Linked DNA regions of Zea mays: region 1 is linked to region 2. A link is a contact called in public Hi-C data. All regions are on one chromosome and are shown on one strand. The core of a region is the stretch at or near the end of the contact, and the rest is flanking DNA. Distances in the headings are between cores, read along the strand shown. Region 1 holds the start of LOC103640699. Region 2 holds the start of LOC100383572.

The links. A called contact is a pair of places that touch in the nucleus more often than the background predicts.
Region 1: a Hi-C map of endosperm shows a contact between it and region 2, with 4 times the contacts expected there. The contact joins the promoter of LOC103640699 here to the promoter of LOC100383572 in region 2. A contact is called at or near these places in 2 of 25 Hi-C or Micro-C datasets (endosperm and tassel).

The regions. Positions count from the first base shown.
Region 1 is chr10:2,715,758-2,720,236 of Zm-B73-REFERENCE-NAM-5.0, forward strand. LOC103640699 reads left to right here and starts at 1,373. Exons shown (of 1, transcript XM_020545637.3): 1 at 1,373-4,162. The coding sequence starts at 2,755. The coding sequence ends at 3,783.
Region 2 is chr10:2,311,141-2,315,647 of Zm-B73-REFERENCE-NAM-5.0, forward strand. It overlaps LOC100383572, which reads left to right and starts at 1,901. Exons shown (of 9, transcript NM_001176220.1): 1 at 1,901-2,750; 2 at 2,857-3,042; 3 at 3,242-3,427; 4 at 3,542-3,642; 5 at 3,800-4,042; 6 at 4,150-4,375. The coding sequence starts at 2,032.

The DNA of each region.
Region 1 (4,479 bases), core at 123-2,622, 400 kb after region 2:
GCTGTACATGGTCAGCCTCTTACCCTGAGCACAGCCATATACCATGCCCAAACCGATGGGCACACAAAGAGGGTCATTAATTGTTTCAGATATATTATCACAAACCAGTGTATGGTTCTCATTCACTGTCGCTGTCCATCATTTCTTGTAGCTAGATGTAGCTAGTGCTGCCTTTTCATCCTTTGACCACTATACGCGCAACCCACACGCTATGAAGAAAGTCTTTAATCAAAGCCCATATGAAGTAGTAATAAGTGGCAAACTATGTTGCGTATGTCACGGCCAAAACATCATCGCGTCATGATGAAAAGGGAGTACTGATGCTGCGCACAAGCTACTACCTTCACTCTACAGCAAAATCAGAAGAAAAAAAAACAACAACCATGCTGGACTGATCTTACAACAACAACCATGGATGGTGGTCTTAATAAGGCCTCGTTTGGCAGGGCTCCGGCTTCTCTAAAACTGACTCCGGCTCTGGCTTCTCTTCAAAAACAGCTTCTTTATAGGAGTTAGTTTTTTTAACAAGTCGTTTGGTAAAACGGCTCCTCTTAATACAAGAGAAGGAGAGTGTGAGAAGAAGCCCGCTAGGAGCCTTTTTTTTGCTCGACTCCTCTGTATAAAAATGGCTCCAGCTCATCGATGCTTTTTATTGGGAGCTCTTTTTTGAAACCGTTTGACTAGGCTCCTACAAGAGCCAGAGTCGGTTTGGGAGCCCTTCCAAACAAGCCCTAAGTCAATCAACAAATAGCACAATGCTTCTGGGTGGAAAGTAGACTTAGATCCCGTTTGGCACGACTCCGACTCCTCTAAAAATGACTCCGTCTCTGTCTTATCTTCAAGAACAACTCCTTTATAGGGGCCGATGTTTTTTAACAAATCGTTTGGCAAAACGATTCCTCTTGACGCGAGAGAAGGGCTCCGGCTCCTCTCTATAAAAAATGGTTTCGGCTCCTCGGTGCTCTTTGTTGGGAGCTCTTTTTTTTAGACCGTTTGGGAGGGCTCCTCCAAGAGGCGGAACGAGAGCCCTCCCAAACAGGTCCTTAGTTATGTTCGTAGCCTTACAATTAAGGCCCCGTTTTGCACGGCTCTGGCACCTGTAAAAATGATTTCGGCTCTAGCTTCTCTTCAAACCAGCTTCTCTATAGGAGCCAGTGTTTTTTAACAAATCGTTTGGCAAAACGGCTTCTTTTGACATGAGAGGAGGGGAGTGAGAGGGGGAGTCGCTAAGAGCCAATTTTTTTGCTCCGGCTTCTCTCTGTAAAATGGCTCTAGCTCCTCGGTGCTCTTTGTCCGGAGCTATTTTTTGAGACCGTTTGGGAGGGCTCCTCGAAGAGCCGGAGCCACGGTGCTCTTTGTCCGGAGCTATTTTTTGAGACCGTTTGGTAGGGCTACTCAAAAAGCGAGAGCCAGTTTAGGAGCCCTCTCAAACAGGCCCTAATTCTATTTCGCTATAAATAATTGTTTTCCTATGCGAATCCAAACGGGAGGTTACTTTGGTAGACTAATTTTTGTAGCTGATGTAATAAAAAGTTGTTAATAAATGACACGAGGATAGAGACCGTTGTTATTAGTCCTGTCCAGTCCCAAAAGTACGAAATCCATATATATACGTTAGTAAAGACAGCCCTGAAAGTACTCATGACTCACGAGAGCTTTCACTGTCCAGCGGGGACACATCCGTGTGGTCCCACTTTCCAGCGAAAGAGACGCTCTCTTCTTCCGAGCCGTGTCGCATCAAGTCCTTCAGTAAGCCTAGACGTTGGAGCTGCAGCGGCTGGAGGAGGCGGCAAGCACACGGGCCCACATGCCATCCAGTGTTCCAGCTGCTGCTGCTGCTCGTACCAAGGCATGATCAGTACTCTACTAGAGCAAAGGTGTGTGTAGCTAGCTGCCTGGACGTTGCAGCGCTGGAGGAGGCGGCGGCAAGCGCACGGGGGGGCCCACATGCCATCCAGCGTTCAGAGAAGCTTCACATGCAAAAGGGCCCCTCCGAAGAATCCAAACGTTACGAAAAGGCCCGTGCCCCCGTGAGATGACAAAGCGGCAAACGGCGTGCCTCCACCCACCCACACACACACACTGACAAACGACCCCCCTCGGTATTCTCCAATCCCCAAACCCTCGTCGACGCCGTCGTCTTCACTGTTCAGTCCCCCCCACAGCCCCACTCCCTTCACTCTCCTCCCCTCCACCGTCGCCGTCATTCCATTCGTGGGGGGCGCATTACTTCTGCGGTTCTGCGCCCCGTCCCGAATCCCTGTAGCGTCCACCTTCTCCCTCCCACCGCCCGGATTCCGCAAGACTGAGAGCAGCGCTCGCTCGCCTCCTCCCAATCTCCGCATCGTTTCTGTCCAGGTCGGCGGCCCGATTTGTTGCCGGGCGTCGTCCTCGCCCCCGCCCTGCCTGCCACTCCTCGTAGGACTCGGTCCTGTCCGGACTCCCGCTCCACCTGTCCCCTCCTCGCTTCCATCGCCATTGCCGCCCTCATTTTGCCCCCCTCCCGCTCGAAGCCGCCTGCTGCTTTGGACCGTGCCGAGCGGGGCGGCGTAAATGCCCGCCCGTGCAGAGGATCCCAGACAGCCTTCTCCGCCCCCAAACCCCGTCCTTGTTTCCCACCAATTAGGAGCAGGGGAAGGTTCTCGCACGCGTGCCCATCCTACCAACGGCCAATTCCAGATGCGGAGGGCGTCCTGACTCCACCTGCCAAGCTCCGGCCTCTGCTCTGCTCCGCCCCGCACCCCACCCGCCGACATGGGCTTCTTGATCTGCCGCGTCTGCCTCCTCCAACTGCTGCTCCTCCTCCTCCTCGCCTTCACCTCCTCACCAGCGTCAGCGCAGCCGGCGGCGCCGCCCGGCAGCGCCAGGGCGCTGGACGCGGCGCTGCAGGAGTACGCGTTCCGGGCGCTGGCGGCGCGGCCGCGCACGGGCATTATCTACAACGCCACCATCCCATCCAGCCTCGCGGGCGTGGCGGCGTCCGCGCTGCGCCTGCGCAGCGGCAGCCTGCGGCGGAAGGGCGTCGCGGGGGGGTACTTCAACTTCGCGGTCCCGCCCGGCGTCGCCACGCGGCCGCGCGTCGAGCGGGTGGTGCTCGTGTACCACGACCTCGGCAACCTGTCGGACCGCTACTACCCGCTGCCCGCCGGGTACGCCTACGTGGCGCCGGTGGTGGGGCTGCTGGCCTACGACGCGGCCAACCTGTCGGCCGCCGCCGCCGCCGCCGGGGGGCTGCCGGAGCTCGGCCTCGTCGCCGCGTCGGGGCGCCCCATCTCCGTGGCCTTCAACGGCGGCGGCGGCGGCGGCGCCGCGGCGCGGTGCGTGGTGTTCGGGCTGGACGGCGTGCCGCGGTTCCGGGACCTGGAGGAGGGAGGCAACAACGTGTGCGCGACGTACGAGCAGGGGCACGTCTCGATCGTCGTGAACTCCAGCGGCGGGAGCGCCCCGGGTCCGCCTCCGCCTCCGCCTCCGGCTGGCGCGATCGCCCCGCCGATACCGACGGAGGAGGGAGGTGAGAAGAAGGGGGGCTCGGGCTCGGCGGCGTGGAAGGTCGCCGTCGCCGTGGGCGTGGTTGCAGGTGCGGCCGCCTTGGGGCTGGTGGGCGCGCTGATGCTGTGCTTGGTGCGGTACAGGAGGGACAAGAAGCTTGAGGCCATGGAGCGGAACGCGGAGGCCGGGGAGGCGTTGCGGGTGGCGCGCGTCGGGCGGGCGCAGGCGCGGGCGCCCGTGGCGTCCGGGACGCGGACGCAGCCGGTGATCGAGAACGAGTACGCTGCGTCCTAGTGTGTGTGTGGGGGGGGGGGGGCTTTCTGAAGACTTGATGGTTAGCTTGTGCTGACAGGAGCTATGCTGCTGCTACCTGCTAATATGAGAAACCAGGTTCTGGTCCGTGAGGGGTTTAGGGCATTCTTTTGTTGATCGGAAGGTTAGGTTTTGATACCATTCATGTTCATAGTTGGTTGCCGTGTTCTTGTTCATACGTGGGGAACAGTTCCTTTCGTCTCCAACTCCAAGCAAGCAATGGAGGGCAAAATGTCTGCAGTTGCATTTCTTTCCTTTTTTTTCTGCGGCATTTGATGACTGCCTAGCCGGTTGTAGTGGCTGTGTAAAAACGTTCGCTTGTCTAGTGCTGTGATAATTAGTCTGGTAATTGGTGTGATCATAGATAGACTCACTCGGTGGCCATTTGTGGTTACACCTGCTGGATATGGTATGGTTTCCAGCCAGCGTTTATTTCTTTGCTGTTGTTTGTTGTTTGGTAAACAACTTTAAATTCATAGTGATGGGGTCTTTTACGGTAACTAAAGGAATTATTAAATTCGTAGGCATGACCAGTTGGCAAAAAAATGAATAGAATTAAATTCATGCAGTCTGTAGCATGTATGTATCATCTGAATTCTGGCTCTCAGAAAGTCCAGGTTAGCCGTTTCCTCAAAAAAAAAAAAAGGATTGCGGGTTGCGTGAGGGGCGTGAACATGC
Region 2 (4,507 bases), core at 651-3,150:
AGGCAGCATGACGGACAAGGCGACTTCGTCGTCTCCTTGCTTGCTAGCACTAGCAGTGGCGGAGGTCCGTAAAATGAATGCTCAGGACAATCTATAAATAAATATAATAATGATGCATTACTTCATATTTTTAAGTTTTTGGTGCTTTATTTAAAAAATTAACTAATCGAACGATAAATATTTAAGAACGGATAGTAACATTTTAAAACAATTCAGTGGAACTATGGCACATAGAGAAAGAGAACCATACATTCAGGAATAATTTCTCATAACAGGGGAGAATCACGGGCACATGGCAGCAGCACTCAGCACAGCGCTCGCCACCCATTGGCCAGGGAGGTACGACGCCAATGCAGGACTTTTGGGCTAGACTTTTTGACTGGAAAAAACTTATATACAAGAGGACTTTTAGGCTGCACCTCAGGCGGTTGCCCCAGGTCCAAATACGCCCTTGCTTGCGAGCCAGCCCCCAACTGAGAGTAGTGAAATCGAAAGCAAGTGCAACACACAGAGCGCCTACCTGCCGCTATGTCGTACCAGAATTCTAACATTCTGGATCGTAAATAACAACACAGAGATAATACGTATGGACAGCCGTAAAAAGATAGACTCTTTGCGAGGAGCCTGTCACTTACATTTTTTTCCCTTCACTTCGCCCTTATAAAACTCTCGAGAGACTTTATATTAAATATTGTACATGCCCCCTGAACACCTACGTACTAGGAGCACGTTTGTTTAGTGGGACAATTAAAATCCAGCAGCTGCTAGAATTTCACGTGCCGAATCAAACATCATCGCTGATTTCACATCTTGGATAATGCGCTACAAAAAGACTATCCACAATAATCAAGCTCTCGCTAGATTTTCTAGCGATTACGTACATGTGTGACGGAGACTCTCATAATACGCGGCAACAAACGGAGCCCTCACTTGGCCTCGGAGCTAGCAGTGACTTGACTGTCCTTGATCCATCCTTGGGTGATGCTGACAGAATATTAAACACTAGTACACGTGAGAATATGATATGTGGGGGCGTTTGGATGGTTAAAGTTTCAATAAAAATAATATCGTGCCCAAGTAGTATATCCTTCCTTCGAGATACAGCTTTGTTGTCTTTCATCTTAACTATCTTGCCACATCATCAAACATGTTTATGTGGCATATATTTAATGCGTATGATACTATGTAAGTTCACCAGCCATCTAATTATTACACTGTTCAGGAAAAAAAAAGATATAGCTAGTCTACGTAATATATACATGTCACATATGCCAACAAACACCATGCAGACAAAGGGATGTAGATTGTTTAAAAGCCAAGCTATATATGCAAACATCAGCGATACTTAACCAAACTTGAACAAGCTAAAACACTACCTATGTTGTTCTTGCCCTAGTTTCTAGTTCGCCAAAAATCTAATTACAACACTGTTCATCAAAATACCCTTTTTATCATTGCACAAATAAGAGGACTAATAAGATACACTCAATCTACTTGCATTATGGAAGAGAATGCCTCGTGATCACTCACCCACTCATCGGCCCACTCATCCACCCTCGAGCATCAGTAGGCGCCAATGGTACTAGCGTCGCTGTGCGTTAGCTCGGCGCCAATGATGATGACGTCGAGTTTGAGATTCATTTTTTGAAATAAAACTGTAAAGAACATAATTATGCAAAAAAAACTCAAAAGAGCTAAAATGCAAAAAAAAATGGTCGATTCTTGGTTCTGGACTCCTTGGTACGCAAGGAAAGCCAAAACAACCGGAATTCAAATCCACCCCTCTCTATTTAATTCACCACACGTACGGTGCTTTTTTTCTTCTAATCCAACCGTGTCCCCACACCTCTCCTCTCGCTTTTCACCTTCCCTCACTCCACAGTTTCTCAGGCAGGGGTAGCCGTCCCGTCCCGTCCCCCACTCCTCCCGTTCCGTGCTGCTCTCAGCAAGAAGAACCAAGGGAGAAGGAAACCCACCACACCACCCCTGATAAAAGAAGGGGTCGCACGCTCCCGCTCCCGCCGCGACGCCATGGACGCCTGGGAGGCCACCAAGGCGGTGTTCGACCGGGTGCGGGCGCTGGACCCGGACAACGCGTCCAAGATCATGGGCCTGCTGCTCATCCAGGACAACAGCGACAAGGAGCTCATCCGCCTCGCCTTCGGCCCCGACCACATCCTCCACGCCTTCGCCGCCGCAGCGCGCGCCGACCTCGCCGCCAAGCCCGCGTCCCCGCCCTCGCCCGTGCCCGGCCCGCTCCACCAGCCCGCCTCGCCCTGGGCGCCGCCCTCCGACCACCAGCAGGCCCCCTTCGCCGCCGACCACGCGCTCGGGTACGACTACGACGGCGCCGACGCCGACACATTCTTCTCCGACGACTACGACTGCTGGTCCCCGGCCGGCGCCACCGCCCACCGCCGCAGCTTCTCGCTTAGCGACGCCGAGCTCGCCGCCGCCGCCGCCGGCCCCGGCGCGTGGCGGCCCTGCATGTACTTCGCGCGCGGGTTCTGCAAGAACGGCTCTGCCTGCCGCTTCCTCCACGGCCTGCCCGAGCCCGCCCCCGACGCCGCGGAGCGCGAGATGGCCGTCATGCGCGCCAAGGCCCTCGCCGCCGCCGCCGCGCGCCCGCAGCAGCAGCAGCAGCTCATGGCGTCCGCGTTCCCGTTCTCGCCGTCGCCGTCGCCGCCCAAGGGCGCCAACCTCAACCTCCTGCTCCACCACCACTACCAGCAGCAAAGCGAGCCCCAAAGGTGACGTTTTTTCAGCCCGTCGTCGCCACCAAAGCCTGCATTTTCGTTCCAGTCTCTCGTGCCGGCCTTGCTGACCGAGTAGTCTCTCGCTCCGTCGCTTCTCCAGGGCGGGGGCCGCCATGCTGCTCCAGGGCGGCGGCGGCGACGACATGCACAGTAGCAGGTTCCCTCTGCGGTCGCCCGGCAGGATGGACCGCGGCGAGCTCGTCTCCAGCCCCGCCGCGCGGCAGATCTACCTGACCTTCCCGGCCGACTCCACCTTCGGCGAGGACGACGTCTCCAACTACTTCAGGTACTGGGCGCGCCGCCATTATTGGGGGTCCTGTTTTTGTTTCGACAACTGTCTCTCCTCCCCCTCTCTCTCTCTCTCCTGGTAGTCCAGTCCGTTCCGTTCCATTCCAGTCCAATAACGGGCGAACGGAAGGAACCGAACCGAGTGATTATTGATCCATCGACCGCGACGCGCCCCGTCCGTCTCCCTCCTTTGGCAGCATGTACGGGCCGGTGCAGGACGTGCGCATCCCGTACCAGCAGAAGCGCATGTTCGGCTTCGTCAGCTTCGTCTACGCCGAGACGGTGAGGATCATCCTGTGCAAGGGCAACCCGCACTTCGTGTGCGACGCGCGCGTGCTCGTGAAGCCCTACAAGGAGAAGGGCAAGGTCCCCGACAGGTTCAGGTCCGTCGCCTCGTCCGCTTCTCTCTTTACATCGCTCCGTTTCGACAGTTTCTTGTGCTCTCGTAGTAAACGGAAACATCGTCTCCCTCTTTTTTTTTCTTTGTTTTGTTGCAGGAAGCTGCAGCACCCGCACCTCGGCGACTTCGCCGGCTGCACGTCGCCCACCGGATTGCTGGATTCCAGGGACCCCTTCGATCTGCAGCAGCCACAGATCGGTGAGTAGTAACCGCTCCACTCTCTGTGTTGCGTTGCATTGCACTGCTTGCATGTATGCATTCATTCCATTCTTCTCTTTCCTTGCAGCATTTCTTCTGCTCAATCTGCCATTGATGCAGATTAACAAGCTGGTTTGTTGTTTGGCAACTGGTATAGGACCAAGGATGATGTACGGGAACATCGCCAACCACGAGGCGTTCCTGAGGAGGAAGCTCGAAGAGCAGCAGCAGGCCATCGAGCTGGAGGGCCGCCGCTTCATGGGGCTGCATCTCCTCGACCTCAAGATCAGGGGCCACCACCTCGGCTCCTCCCCCGCCACGACCGTCGTGGGGCAAGGCGAGGGCGGCAAGGGCAGTGGCAATGGCAATGCCGTCCAGCTGGAGGATGTCATCGTCCAAGGTCCGCTTCTCGACCCTAAACAAGGTTTATTTGAATGAAGTTCAATCCATGGTTCGTTCAGAGGTCGTGTGACATCGAATCGTATCCTTGGTTTCTGGCTGTAGCAGATACTCCTACGAAGATGAACAGTAACAGCCTTGCAATGAGTGCGCCTGCAGCTGCTGTATCTGCTGCAGCCGATGCAGGAGGCGAGCACGAGGAGCAGCAGGAAGCAGGGCACGGGGAGGAAGGCGACGGCAGTCCCAAGCAGGCAGTCAACCTTGGGGAAGACGAGAAGACGGAATCTGGCCCCGTCACAGCTCCACCCATTGTTGCTCGTGGATTCCAAGAAAGGTTAAGACTGTTGTTGTGGAGTATTTCTTTTGGGGAAAGGAACGGGGAGAAAAGGCAGGAGGATAGAGAAGCAAAGCAGACTTGGATCAACTTTCCCTTTTCTTTCCTTGAGCATGTTTTGCCGGTTCATCA